Linked DNA regions of Mus musculus: all the other regions are linked to region 1. Evidence: chromatin contacts called from public HiCAR-type, HiChIP or PLAC-seq and promoter capture Hi-C data. All regions are on one chromosome and are shown on one strand. The core of a region is the stretch at or near the end of the contact, and the rest is flanking DNA. Distances in the headings are between cores, read along the strand shown.

The links. Promoter capture Hi-C pulls out the DNA fragments that hold promoters and counts their contacts. HiCAR-type assays count read pairs that join an accessible place to other places. HiChIP or PLAC-seq counts read pairs in DNA pulled down with a chosen protein or histone mark.
Region 2: a contact with region 1 is called in an H3K27ac HiChIP or PLAC-seq map of SST interneurons, with 30 times the contacts expected there. The contact joins the enhancer-like site here to the promoter of Cadm2 in region 1. A contact is called at or near these places in 4 of 39 promoter capture datasets (cranial neural crest, frontonasal cranial neural crest, hippocampal neurons and 1 more), 2 of 484 Hi-C or Micro-C datasets (cerebral cortex and forebrain) and 4 of 115 datasets of contacts at active chromatin or transcription factors (SST interneurons, astrocytes, embryonic forebrain and 1 more).
Region 3: a contact with region 1 is called in a HiCAR-type map of astrocytes, with 8 times the contacts expected there. The contact joins the promoter of Gbe1 here to the promoter of Cadm2 in region 1. A contact is called at or near these places in 2 of 39 promoter capture datasets (cranial neural crest and hippocampal neurons), 1 of 484 Hi-C or Micro-C datasets (embryonic stem cells) and 2 of 115 datasets of contacts at active chromatin or transcription factors (astrocytes and forebrain).
Region 4: a promoter capture Hi-C map of hippocampal neurons shows a contact between it and region 1, with 12 times the contacts expected there. The contact joins the enhancer-like site here to the promoter of Cadm2 in region 1. A contact is called at or near these places in 1 of 39 promoter capture datasets (hippocampal neurons), 1 of 484 Hi-C or Micro-C datasets (cortical neurons) and 4 of 115 datasets of contacts at active chromatin or transcription factors (SST interneurons, astrocytes, embryonic forebrain and 1 more).

Annotation. Positions count from the first base shown.
Region 1 is chr16:67,619,442-67,622,786 of GRCm38.p6, reverse strand. Cadm2 (cell adhesion molecule 2) reads left to right here and starts at 1,879. Exons shown (of 10, transcript NM_178721.4): 1 at 1,879-2,616. The coding sequence starts at 2,556.
Region 2 is chr16:70,567,312-70,570,656 of GRCm38.p6, reverse strand. Gbe1 (glucan (1,4-alpha-), branching enzyme 1) reads right to left here. Exons shown (of 16, transcript NM_028803.4): 16 at 937-1,668. The coding sequence ends at 1,612. Among named protein-coding and RNA genes, the nearest start is that of D16Ertd519e, 47 kb to the left of the region's middle. Within about 2 kb of position 1,811, at least 16 of the 459 cell types and tissues checked have an H3K27ac peak or open chromatin away from gene starts, as enhancers often do. A contact at or near this core is called in SST interneurons and forebrain, where this site is marked.
Region 3 is chr16:70,312,357-70,315,701 of GRCm38.p6, reverse strand. Gbe1 (glucan (1,4-alpha-), branching enzyme 1) reads right to left here and starts at 1,753. Exons shown (of 16, transcript NM_028803.4): 1 at 1,407-1,753. The coding sequence starts at 1,549.
Region 4 is chr16:70,173,666-70,177,010 of GRCm38.p6, reverse strand. No RefSeq gene overlaps it. Among named protein-coding and RNA genes, the nearest start is that of Gm36766, 50 kb to the left of the region's middle. Within about 2 kb of position 1,695, at least 16 of the 459 cell types and tissues checked have an H3K27ac peak or open chromatin away from gene starts, as enhancers often do. A contact at or near this core is called in cortical neurons and hippocampal neurons, where this site is marked.

The DNA.
Region 1 (3,345 bases), core at 630-3,129:
GGAACAACTGGGATGTTGTCCTAAATATGACAAGTTGTGTGTGTGTGTTCTTTCTTATTTTATTTTATTTTTTACCTTTCTGCTCATTGCAACTTTAGAAATGATCAAAGTCTACTTTGGATGATTCAAGGGGAGAGGTCTCGGGGTAATACAGCCATAAAACGGGTACAAACTAGAACCCAGTAACCTTGACATATCAAACCGTCCTTTTTTGACATTCCCATTTGTTACAGTCTTCCTGACACAGAGCTGAAGCAAGGGTTATGGTATTAGGGCATCACCTTTTGATGCTCCCTGCAGCTTAAGTGATAGCAGTATGCAAGGGCTTTCTGTCTTCCCTAATGTCTAAAACTCATGGTGGGCAACTACCTTCAGCAGTAATAAAATTATTCCCCCGTCCTCCTCCTTTCAGACCCTACTTGCAATTTTATTACTGAAATGACACACCTTAATTTTGAGAACCTATGGAGAAAGTTGAGTAGAGATATGAATGGGTCATTACCTAAAAGGCTTTAAGGGTTGCTCATAAAAAGTTGCCGCAAAGGAAGCAGCAGTCTTGAGAAAGGGCAAAGGGCATCCCTATAGGTCTCTCCTCTCATCTTTGCCTCAGTCCTTTTTGGTTGCAAGCTTCTATTGTGTGTTATCTAACAAAGCCGACCTATTTACGTTGTGACTGATTCAACACACCAGAACTCTTCCATCATCTGCTAATTTGGTCCAATTAAAAACTGGTCATAGGGAGAAAAAACTACGAATTAATCTCGGTTAGAAAAACTTGTGAATAATTTGTCTTGCTCATTTAAAGCTGGACTTCTAAAGCTCGTGGTTTGTATTAAGTGATTCTTCCTGACCACTTTATGTCACACCCTCGAATGAAACACATTTCCTCTTCTTTCTTCTTAGGAGTATTGTTGGCATTTTAAAAGAAATTTTATAAGATTCCCTGTTATTTTTAATTAGGAAAAATCCTCTTCACAGCTACACTATTCTTCGCAAAGCAGACAAACTATCGGGCCCCAGTTACATGTTTGCTCTTTACATGGTAAGAGAACTATTACTATCATCTTTTTCAGTTGAGAAGGCTTCAGAAATACCACCACAAAAGCATTATGAAACCAAAGAGACAGCTATGGGATTTGAACCGGATCTCAGTCCCTATACAGTCACTCCCAGAGCTATGTGGAGAAGTGGACGTGGTATACGTAAACTTTTTGAAGAAAAAACAACAACAACAACAACAAAGTGATTTTTTTCCTTTACTTCTAAATCTCTGCTTCCCCAAGTTCTTGCAGGCAGGTAGGTGTTCAGCGCCCTATACTTAGCCTCTCCCACGCCCTCTGTAATCTCTCCCTTTTGCGGCTGGGAGCATTGAAGATTGCTACTGCAGCTGGTGAGTGGGCAGGTGAAGCCACCATCTGCTCTAGGAGTCCAAATGCTCAGAAGAACTTCGCACCCAGGACCGTGCCCAGGCACATCGGATTCCAGAACCTAGGGGTGTGGGATGGGATGGTGCTGGGGGTGTGTGGTGGTGGTGGGGGGGGGGGGGGAAGATCCAGCTAACCCCGCCCCCTCGCGGTGGCGATTGGCTGAATTCTTCTCCAGGGCTCAGCACCTGTTCATGAACAGGGCTGTCTTCCCTGCAAGTTAGCACGTGGCCACCTTTAAGGAGGTGACACCAGTCCTGAGTGCGTGAAAGGGGGCTTCAGAGCTTCCTGCCCGAAGGGTCCTTGAGAAGCCTGTTTGTTTTTCCCGGCGCTTGTCTCCTCCCACCCTTCTCTGTCATTGGCCCGGTGTGGTGGGTGGGTGTGTTCCTATTGGTCAGGGGGTGGAGCCTATCCCTGGCCAGGGTAGGGGCGGGGCCTTCGCGGCGCTGAGCTTGCCCTTGTGTCTGGTGCTCGCTAGAGCTGCTGCTGCCGCCGCTGCCGCCGCCGCCGCCTCCGTCGCCGCCGCCGCCGCCGCCGCCGCCGCCGCCGCCACTGCTGCTGCTGCAGCCGGAGCATCCGGGAGCCGCCGCCGCCGCTGCTGCCACCGCTACCAAGCGCTGCTACCACTGCTGCCCACCTCTTCTCCCAGGACTCTGACACCCGAGCGCGAGCGGCGGTGCTGCCAGCTTGCTGCCCCTGTCCCCCACCCCTCCCTTCCGTGACCTACCCACTCCTTGCAGCCCTCGCCTGCACCTTCCCCGACACCCCGGCATCTCCGCATCACCTGCCTGAGCAACCTCCGGGCGGGCTCTGGGACTTGCCTCGAGCTCCGAAAGGAAGGCAAGGTCCAAACCGGTGCCGGGCAGATCGGTTGTCGGGGCTGCACCACCAGCAGCAGAAGGAGAAGAAACTATTTAGCCCACCGAAACCCCATTCTGCGGGTGCTCTGCCACTGCCGCTTTTGCTGCCGGCAACCAGCTTCCGCGCGGGTTCGAACACAGCAGCGGCGGTACCGTGGGTCCGGCGGGAGCCGGGGGGACGACACCAGCGGAGCCCTTGCACTGTGTGGTTCGCTCAACCAGCATCTCCTTGCCCCCTCGATCCTTCCCCAGACCCTTAAAAGAAGGGACCATGATTTGGAAACGCAGCGCGGTTCTCCGCTTCTACAGTGTCTGCGGGCTCCTGTTACAAGGTAATCCCCGCCCCGCTGTGGGGAGCATCGCTTCACGCCCATTCCCCATCCTTGCCATTCCACCCCGTATTTCCACTCTCCCCTGGCAATCCCCCAGTGCCCGGCGGTTTCCAGTCCCTCCCCCTCCGCCCCGGTGCTGCAGGGGGCAGTGGCAGTTTGCACCAGCCGTTGCTTCTCCAGCGCTGGCTCAGCCCAGTTCTGGTAGCAGAAAGCTCCTTACGCGGCACCTTTCGCCTTTTCATTCACCTGAGCTGCCTTCATCCCACCCCACTCGATCCCCGCCAGCATCCCCCTCCCACTCAGGGTGGCTGGCAACTTGTGCCTGTCTCAACATTCCATTCTCCGATTCCCCCACCCACCCTCGCCAGCCACCTCCCACATCACGCTCTTAAGCGACCCTTTCCACCTCTTGTCATCTCTTTAACCTCCTCCCCTTTTAGGGTCGCCTTCCTCTTTCCCTTCTTCCCACCAGCATCTCATCCATGTGTCTTTTAAAAAGTGTGTGAGAGCCTGGAAGCAAGCTCCCGCGACGGCAAGAACAGCAGCAGCGGCGGCACCGTGTGCATTGCAATAACATCCCCGGGGTGGGGGGGTGGGGGATTGCGAGACGTGTCATTCACCTAGGAAGAGAAGGGAGACTCTGTCTGGTCTAGAGAGAGGAGTACGAGCGAGCGGAGAAAGAGAGAGAGAGAGAGAGAGAGAGAGAGAGAGAGAGAGAGAGAGAGAGAG
Region 2 (3,345 bases), core at 562-3,061, 2.9 Mb before region 1:
AGGTGGAACAACATTATGAACTAACCAGTACCCCAGAGCTCTTGACTCTAGCTGCATATGTATCAAAAGATGGCCTAGTCGGCCATCACTGGAAAGAGAGGCCCATTGGTCAGGCAAACTTTATATGCCCCAGTACAGGGGAACGCCAGGGCCAAAAAATGGAAATGGGTGGGTAGGGGAGTGGGGGGGAGGGAGGGTGTGGGGGACTTTTGGGATAGCATTGGAAATGTAATTGAGGAAAATACCTAATTAAAAAAAAAGTCAGAAGAAGATGCTAGGAGCCTTACTCTATCACCGTCCACCTTGTCTTTTAAGACCGGGCATCACATTTATGAAGCCAACTTTTTGCCAAGGGTGACTAGCCACCAAGCTCCTGGGATTTGCCTGTCATCTTTGCCTAATGCCTGGGCTATCCATGTACACAGTAAGTCCGAGTTTTAATGGACGTGCTAGGGATTTGAACTTGCATCATCTCTTGGTAAAGGTTTTATTTTTAATTATGCATATGTGCCTGCATGTAGATCTATACATATGAGTTTGATTAATCTTGGAAGGCAGAAAGTTACGTTGGAGACGATGTAGCTGGAGTTCTAGGCAGCTGTGAGCTACCCAGTGTGGTGCAGGGAACTAAACTCAGGTCACCTACAGATGCAGTCCATCATTAAATAACCGAATAACCACCAAATAACTTCCCCAACCTCTGAGCACAGCTCTTCTGGCTTTCACAAGTGCTCTAGGCCACTGAGCCACATCCCAGGAGCCTGGTTTCTCTGATTTTAGGTTACACAATGCTTCGACTGGTTAGAAAAGGTAATTAGCGGCCTGCTCCATTATACATATGCGACTCTACATGGAGAACACATCAGAGTTGAGATAAAGCTCACTAATATTTCTTGGAAATCATTCCTTATAATAGCATAATAAAAAGCACATTAGTCAATGCAATTTGGCATTTTTCTTTTTATTGATGAAAGTGAAAGACATTATCAGAAATGCTACAATGACCACTTCAAGTCTTCAGAAGAGTGAAATATCAGCGTCTACTGAAACAGTATACGGACAGGAGAGTACAAGATAGAACTTAATGCAAAGTGAGGCACAGATACGAATTTTTATATCATCTTTTATAAGATTCTCATTTTATATTAGTGCTATGTGTTTAATACAGTATTTCTAAACACAATTAAAAAACACAGCAAAGAAACAAACTCAGTACCTCATCATTAAGACAAGTAGATATAGAACAAATAAGGCCACCAAATATCTATCTCAAAAAATATTTTTACTACAGCCAAAATAATCATGCCTGATGAATAATTCAAATTTAAAATGAAAGAATCGAATGCTTTGCCAGAAAAGTAATATTTAAAAATTATCATGTGCTACACTTCATTTGCAAATCCTAATTTCTTGGATGGCTTTGAAATAGACGTTGCTAATATTTTAAGCACATCCTTCATAAGCAACTTATATGTTTGCGTATTCCAACGCTGAGTTCCAGCCTGATGTTTTGGCTAGACAGCAGTGTTTTGCAAAGCTTACACGCTATCAACACTGTGAGGGGGATCAGCGGCAACACGTCGGCGTGAGATGGGCTGAGTGTAGGTCTCTTCAGTTTTGCAGATCCACATTCTGAAGGATGAGAGCCACTCGGCTTGGAATGTACACCTGTCAACACAATCGCAACGGTGTAATTAAAAGAAATGTTGAACAAGCTGTCGTAAAATCAAAGTGACATATATACCACGCAGTCTCTCACAGGACTGTAATCAGTGATTCACGGAATTCTACCAGCCATCGGAAGGCTCAAATTCATTCAGCAGTTTTGGCAGCAAGGGCTATTACAACAGTAACCACTAGAGGGCTCCAAACTATTTACAAAAGATTCAATTCCTTACAGGAATGAAGTCAAGGGCTCTCAAACTTAAATCTCACTATTAGTTGGTGTACAAGGGCTGCGTGCAGTTCACACCGTTGTTGTAATTGGAAGAATAAATACAATAGTCAGGCACTCAATAATGTTAACCCAATTAAAGAAAAAACAAAATAAGAAACAAACAAAATAAAGGACCCTTTCTCTGAGATAGGTCATACGCTTTCCACACTCTTATCTTACTGCGATCTGCCCTTATGGTTTCTATCACACTCCCACTACAGCTATAGGAGTCTAAACGCCTCTGAATCTTGTCCGGAAGGTATCTTATGCTCTAAACTTTTCCCTGGTTCCCTGGTTTCTATAGCTTTCAGGCCTTAGCAATCCGTAGCTCGATGGCCAGGTTACCCTAGGACACCACCACATATTGAATGTTCTCCACTCCATTTAAATCACACAGCCGTTTGGCTCCTTCGGGTCCTTTCACGTAATTTGTGTATTTCGTTTCCCTCTCTTCCTTCCTTCCTTCCTTCCTTCCTTCCTTCCTTCCTTCCTTCCTTTCTCTTTCTTTCTCTTTCTTTCTTTCTTTCTTTCTTTCTTTCTTTCTTTCTTTCTTTCTTTCTTTCTTTCTTTCTTTCTTTCTTTCTTTCTTTCTCTTTCCAGATATCTATCCTCTTACCACTTTAAGGAAGTGGGGGTAAAATATCACTTGGTCTTTCATAGCTATCAGGTGCCATTAGGAAAGTTGGGTCCAAATAATGGCTGCATTAAAAAAAAAAAAATTGTAACTACTTGAGGAACACACTTCCAAAAATTCCTCTAAAATTACTACTCATAACATAGTTTTTATAAAATTTATAACTAATGAACTGTGTGACCTGATTTATTTTCTACATAACACACTTAAGAAGTAGCAATGTAAATAATAAAATAATAATTGTAGATCACTGATGTCATTATGAGACCTCTCTCCATTTCTTTGTTAATATTTTACTATATTCAGTTATTTCACCTCTACACAAACACTTGACACTTTAAAAATGTCTCTTATAGTTTACAACCAAATTAAAAACGACAAGAAACATGGCTTTATGAAGAAAAACAAAAAATAATCTCATTTGCCGTTTAACTTTGCAAATGACCTCACTATTTCTTGTCTAAGATATCTACAGTAAAGAATCCCAATTATGCTTGCAAAAGTCAGGCAGACCAATGGAACTGGCTAGTTTTAAACATTAAAAGATAGCTCATGTTAAAAGATGTAGTTTAAATAAAATTCTGCTATGAATGCAATGTCTAGAGGCAATTTTCTCATCCTTCCTTAAATGTAACAGTCATTTGGAAAATAATTTTCATCTGTTAAAAATTTAACAAATGCCAATAGCCACTACTTAGTCCAGTGTCACGATCTGGTTTGCCATCAAGTATTTTGAGAAAGGTAAACATCACATCCTTAGTCATTACAGGTGGGG
Region 3 (3,345 bases), core at 504-3,003, 2.7 Mb before region 1:
ATTATAACAAAATGATTTTTATATTCAAAAAAAATGTGGTGAAAATATGTAAATAAACATGTAAGTATATTTCATACAAAAAGAGAAAAAATAGATAAAATATTTGCTTTTGTTCTAAAAATCACTTATTCCAAAATCTGCTCAAGTCTTTTAGCTTTCAGGAGTACGTGCTAATTATCTCAGGGGACTCAGGCTTGCATCTTCTGAGTGAAAAGTTGCCAGACTCCTCCCCAGTACTTAATTTAAAGTCACGACTAAGTACTGTAAGTGAGGATCAGCCCAGCTGGCTGCTGTAAGGAGGGTTCCTGTATTAGGATATGTAAACTCTGGAATGAGCAGTTTATAATGCCTACTGTTTTAGAATCTGAGAATATTGGTTTTCTAGAAAGTGACTTAAGTGAATACATTTAATAACATGACAAAGCTAGGTCGTTGAGCTTTAAGGGTCTTTGTGTTTTCAAGTCACATCAACCCATGTTCATAATCACCAATGCCACCAACTAGTTCTATGTTTTCTATGATTAAAAAAGAGTCTATCGACTGGTGCCAAGGTAGTTTTGATTTTTGTAGTATCTAGGCTTTAAAGAAGAAACTAGTATGACAAATATGACAAATTGACTGGTGCCAAGGTAGTTTTGATTTTTGTAGTATCTAGGCTTTAAAGAAGAAACTAGTATGACAAATATGACTGCAGCAAAATACTTGCAATCGACTCATAACTACTCTAATTTATATACTAGCTACTTTAATTTTCAATCTTAACCTGAGCAGATTGCAATTATAAATTTCTGATAAGTGGGAAGCCTGGTGGGAGAGGAGTTATACTTTTTGAATTGGGCTCTGCAAGTTAAGCCATCCATGCCCTGTTAACTCTCCTGGAAGCTAAGGTCAAACACCCGCAAAGGTCGCTCTTCGATGTTGGTTTAAGGGAGAAGAGATCTGACCAACGATTAAAGTGAAACGCAGATTAATGAACTCACAAGAGCAAACAGGAGGGTGCAAGATGTTGAAAGACTGCCTGAAAGACTGCACAAACGCTGCTCGGAAGTAGACTACAAAGTTGGAAAAGCAAAATCACACACGCCCTGGGTCACGACCACTGCAACTCCCAGGACCAGAGGGGGGTGGCCTGTGAGTCCCGGAAGCCGCTGCGTGGCTGCAGCGCTGCCTGTCCCAGCACGTAGGGGAGGACGCGCGGCCAGGGACTGCGAGCAAGTGAGCGAGCACGGGGCGGACGTGCAGCAGAAAAGTTCAGGAACTCCCCCGGGAAGCCGGAGCCACGCCCACCGCATGATTGGCGTGCGAGGGGGCGGGGCCGCGCGGAGAGGGGGGAGTCGGGCGGCGCGCGCGCGCACGCGGGAAGGCCGGCCGCAGGCGGAGGGCGGTGGAGGGGTTCCCCCGGGTACCTGCGCTGGAAGTCCGCGGCGAAGGGCTTCAGGTACGGGTCAATCTCCAGGAGTCGGGCCAGCTCCGGCACGTCGGCCAAGGCGGCCTCCAGACGAGCATCGGGGCCCGTTTCCCCTGCCGCAGGAGCCGCCGGCGCCGCCATCTTCGCCGCAGCAGCCCGAGTAGCCGAGGCCCGAGAGGGTCGAGTGGGCCGAGTGGAGTGCGAGCGGCAGGGCGGAGCCGGGCGAGCCTAGGCGAGCCGCCGGGGACTTGCCCTTTATAGCGGCGGAGCGGGCCAGGGTGAGCCCGGGACACACGTCCTCAGCGCGGGCCCCCGCCCACTCACGGGGCCGGCCCCTGGAGCCCTGAACTGTGCTGGCTGGCCACCGGGAGGCGGGTCTCACCAGTCCCTGTCCCTTCCCCTTCCTGCCCGGTGGTCACCTCTCCTCAAACACCTGCTCTCATTTCTGAGTTTTGTTTTTCCTAGGGCGATGGTTTTCAAAAAGTGGGAAATTCACCTGGACCACGGTTAAAAGTCGACAACGCGAAACTATTTAGAATCTTAATGTCATTTAACAACCCTACGGCCCTAACCTTAATGTGTCTCAAGAGTTTAACCAAGAGAGTCTTTAAAGATTTTTGCATAGATAAGCATGGATAGCCAGCCAGGTCCCTGAAGTCACAGTAAGAACAAGAACTTTCCTGGTTCCCTGTACTGAAATCAGGCATTTGTGTTTCACCAACCAAACTGTCTTTGATGAGACATGACTGGGAGAACATCATTAAAGTGGACTGCACTCTCCTGCTTAATCACAGTGATGAAGCAAAAACTTTTCTGGCCAAGCTCCCAAGTATAACTACCCTGTGTCCTTTCTGTCCAGTGGTTCCTTTGCAAGAATACAGAATGGGGGCTTGATGCCATGATGGCTCACTAGGTAAAAAGTGCTTGCCACAAGGCATATAACTGGAATTATATTCCCAGAACCCACGGTCTGGAAAGAGGAAACCAACTTTCAAATATTTTCCACCCTGCCACATATATACTGATACACAGACATACAAAAAAATTTTTTTTTAAGAATACAGATTTTGACACAAGGAGAAATGGACGCTGCTACTCAGGAGGCTGCAAGTTACTTTGCACCTCAAAACTGGACAGGCTTGAGTATAATTTTCTCAGTTGAAATCTGGAAATGTAAAATCCTATCGCTTCTCGGCCTTTTGGCTAAGATCAAGTGTAGTAAAATCTTAGCGTCTAGGAAGAAGGAACAGTATTGACCAGCCTTGGGATATAAACATTTAAAACAGGGTTTGTGATGAACTTAAGAAAGAAAAATATTCACTTCGATGTGAATAGCTAAAGGTCTTAGATAAAGGTATATATATATCTACAAATGGGGGGGGGCTTGAACCCAGAAATAAAGTACCTAGTAGACACCCAATTCTGTAACTTCATTTTTTACTTTCATAACTCTAAATTTTCATCACTTCACACTGAAATTTCCACTTGGCTGACTAAGAAACCTGAACCAACTATCTTCTTCATAGCATAAGCGTTCACCTGTTAAGGTAAAACCAAAGCACTGATTAGGAAGGGAAAAGGGAAGGGGTGAGAAAATAAAAATAAAGTTTTCCTGAATAAACACTACCTAAAATCAGCTTTTATCACTTTTATACAGACTGATAATCACCCATAAATTACCATTTTTACCCACTCCCTGTACCAGTATTTCCCAATGTGACCTTGATATGAGTCACCTAGTGAAAATGTGCATTCTGAGTTTGGGGTCCATGTACCAGAATATATTTTTAACTACGTTCAAGAGATACTGATGCTGCCAGTTTTACATAATTAGAATAGCTAAACTCTATAGTACACATCAAATAATCTCAGTAAAAATTTAAATGGCATGACGTTTCACTTAAGTGTGAAATATAAACGTGGCTTTCCTTAAAACA
Region 4 (3,345 bases), core at 446-2,945, 2.6 Mb before region 1:
GGGTGAGGTGACCTGCCAAGTAGCAATAGTTAAGACAGACAGGCATTTTAACAGGTGTTTAGGTATGGCTCCATAATTCTTGCACTTAAGAGGCCAAGGCAAGAGGCTATTGAGTTTAAATTCAGCTTTGGCAACATAGTGAGACTCTGTACCAGAGAGTAAATAAGCAGATAAACAAACACAAAGGAAAGGTGAACTAGGGAAGACACATGCAAGGGAATTGCAATAGCAGTTTTATACTTGAGGTTGTAGAATTGTTTGAAAAGAAGATGTGAATCCACTCAGTCTATTAGGCAAAACACCAGGTCTGGCAGCCAGGTTTTCTTGAAGGGAATGAAGAATGAGCTGACATGTTTTCCCTCCCTCTATTTAAAAACACTTGCAAATAATTGAGACAGAGATATTATACCAACGTAGGATGACACCAAACCGTGATGGATGTTCTCTAAACTCAGCAGCTAGTGTTTTAGGAAGTTGAATATTTCTACACTGACATTTGCCCACTTCCGGATTTTTGTTCTTGTTGTTGAACAAATATTTATAAAATTCTTACCCATCTCCATTTTTGGAGAAGATGCTTCAGTTATAAGGAAAATGTCAAACGTGGTTCCTTGTCTCTTGGAATCTACTTTTTCTTGGGGTACAGGGGGTTAATTAACAAGTTTAAAGAGCCACGTTTCAGACTATCACAAGAGCTGTGTAAGAAAACATCAGGAGGCTTGTGAAGAGTGACAGGAGGTCGAACATAGGGAGTGGTGACTCCAGGAACTGATGTTTAGTTGAGTTTACTGAACTTAAGGACAAACTTTGAATCTTTGGTATTTTATAACCTCTTTCTTATGTATCATAGTTCACATAAAATTGAGAACTGGATCTGAGTTCCTTCTGTGCAAGAGATTTTTATCCATGCTTTTTTTTTATCTTTCATTTTTATTATTTTCTTTCCAGTTTTTACAGACACACACTGAGCCGCAAGGATAAGCTGCCTGGCGAAATATGTCTACTCGATTAAATAATTTAGAAACAGACCTGGACTTGGTTTATATGCATCTACATTTAAAAATAAATCTCAAAATAAAAGAAAGAAAACAAAAGGGCACTCTGCAAACTAGCCTTCTAAAACTAACATCAAAATAATCAAATAACTCGCTAAATAGATTTATATTCAAAGAAAAAACTACCAATTAACCTTCCCCTGTCCCCCATAGGAAAGACAGCCAGAGAGAACAGTGAGAAATTTCTATGGAGAGAGGAGGAGATCCATTTGGAGGGTTGTCCTTGCTGAAGGCAACACTCCCTGGCAAGAAAATCCAGCGACTCTCCACTTAGGTTTACGACCTCTTAAGGGCTAAAGGAGCTTTGTTAGCAGAGAGAAACACAAACAACTAGGGGAAAAACAAGAGGGTTGGCTAAAGGAGCCACACCACATTGAGACAGTTTTCTGTCGGTGGGTTTATGGTTTGGGCCCTGGATATAACTGGAGAGGTTGTTTTCTTTTGAGCTCAGGGCTGGGGAGATGTAACAGGCAAACTGCATCTGAGCTGCAGAACCCCCATTTGCTGATAAGGAAAAGATGCACTGTTTGTGTTAGAAGCAAACGTCTTCCTGGAATTCACACGCTATGTACTGTGCTGACCGCCTCTCCTTTGTAAGTTACGGTGTCCTTATGTCACCTGAAGAAACAGCACGTTTAAAGAAACTCTGCACGTGAGAATCAAAAATAGAAGGCAAAAAGCTGGTGTTCTCTTCTGCTCACACCCACAACACCGTATGTCTCTCTAGTTTCTGGAATGAATGTTTAAAGCTGGTTCCTTATGAATGTTTGTCTTCAGATTATAAACCCCTTTAAGGATACTCTTTATCTTTGCAATATTACTTAGTGTCCAACCATGCCTGAGAGACTTAGAAAACATTGGGTCTAAGGAAAAATGGGGGATGGTTTGTTAATGTTACTTAAAATTCACATATCCTCTCCTCTTGGGCTGGCTCTCTCTGTCTCTCTCTGTCTCTCTCTCCTCAAATAAAATTATCATCTTGCCTGCTAGTGATTTTCCCTGGGTCTGGTGACAATATTTCACCTATTAGTAGCTTTTTAGCAAGATTGGTTGTTCCCTCCAGAGGAAAACATTCCTTTTGCAGGTCTTTAAGACAGCATATAACTGCTTCTCCCCAAAATCTCTCTCTCTCTCTCTCTCTCTCTCTCTGTCTCTCTCTCTCTCTGTGCTTCTCTCTCTGCCTCTCTCTCTCTCTCACACACACACACACACAGACAGACACATACTTCTTCAAATGCATGTACAAGCCCTTTACAAGTTCAGTCTGTATAATGTTATTTGTGTTTATACAATATCAGGCTGTCCTTGATGATCAGATGATGTGGCATCTCAATATAGTTTTATTTGTAGTTTCCTATTGGCTAAGAATATTGAACTTTTTTTCAAATATGTATTGCTTATTTGTACTTCCTTCTTTGAGACTTATATTCAGTTTATTATCCTAGTTATTAGTCAAATGATTTGATACTTTCATGTATCTTGAAGTATTTTGACTCTGTTTTCCTCTAAAAGTTTTTACCTGTGTACTTGGAAAATTATTGTTATTTTCTCAATTTCCAATTGAAATTCAGAACTATGCATTAGACCATCTACTATTCTTTTAAATTTGTCTCTTTATTAAGTGGTATTGGGGAAACAGGAGGAATAAAGATTTCTATCTCTCACATTGTAAAGCAACCAACTGGAAATGGATTGAAGATATGAGCATTAGACCTGACACTTTGAAATTATTAAAGGGAAGCAGAGAGAGGGAAAACCCTTGAAGGAGGCAGAGGTGTGTGCATCTCTGAGTTTGAGGCTAGTCTGCTGTACAGAGTGAGTTACGGAGTAATCAGGGCTATACAGAGAAACCCCGTTTCCAAAATGAAAACAACAAAATAGAAGTTTCTGTTCAGAACTGAAAATTTAGAAAGTAAAGAGCTAACCCACAAAATAGCACAAATCGTTGCCATATACCTGACTGACAGAGGATTTAAAGAGTAAACAACAAAAGTTCTAGGCAACAAATGAGCAATAGGAACCAACATGTATCTCTCTCTCTCTCTCTCTCTCTCTCTCTCTCTCTCTGTGTGTGTGTGTGTGTGTGTGTGTGTGTGTGTGTGTGTGTGTGTGTGCTATATATAGGGTGAGCATGCCCATAAATTCTTGGAGGCCTGAAGAGTACATCAAATGGTATCTTTTCTACCAGTGTCCACCTAATTCAGCCTGGAGCTCACTTTTTTGGCTAACATGGCCTCGACTAAACCCTGGCAATGCTCTTGTCCCTTCCCCATCTCTAGCTATAGGATTG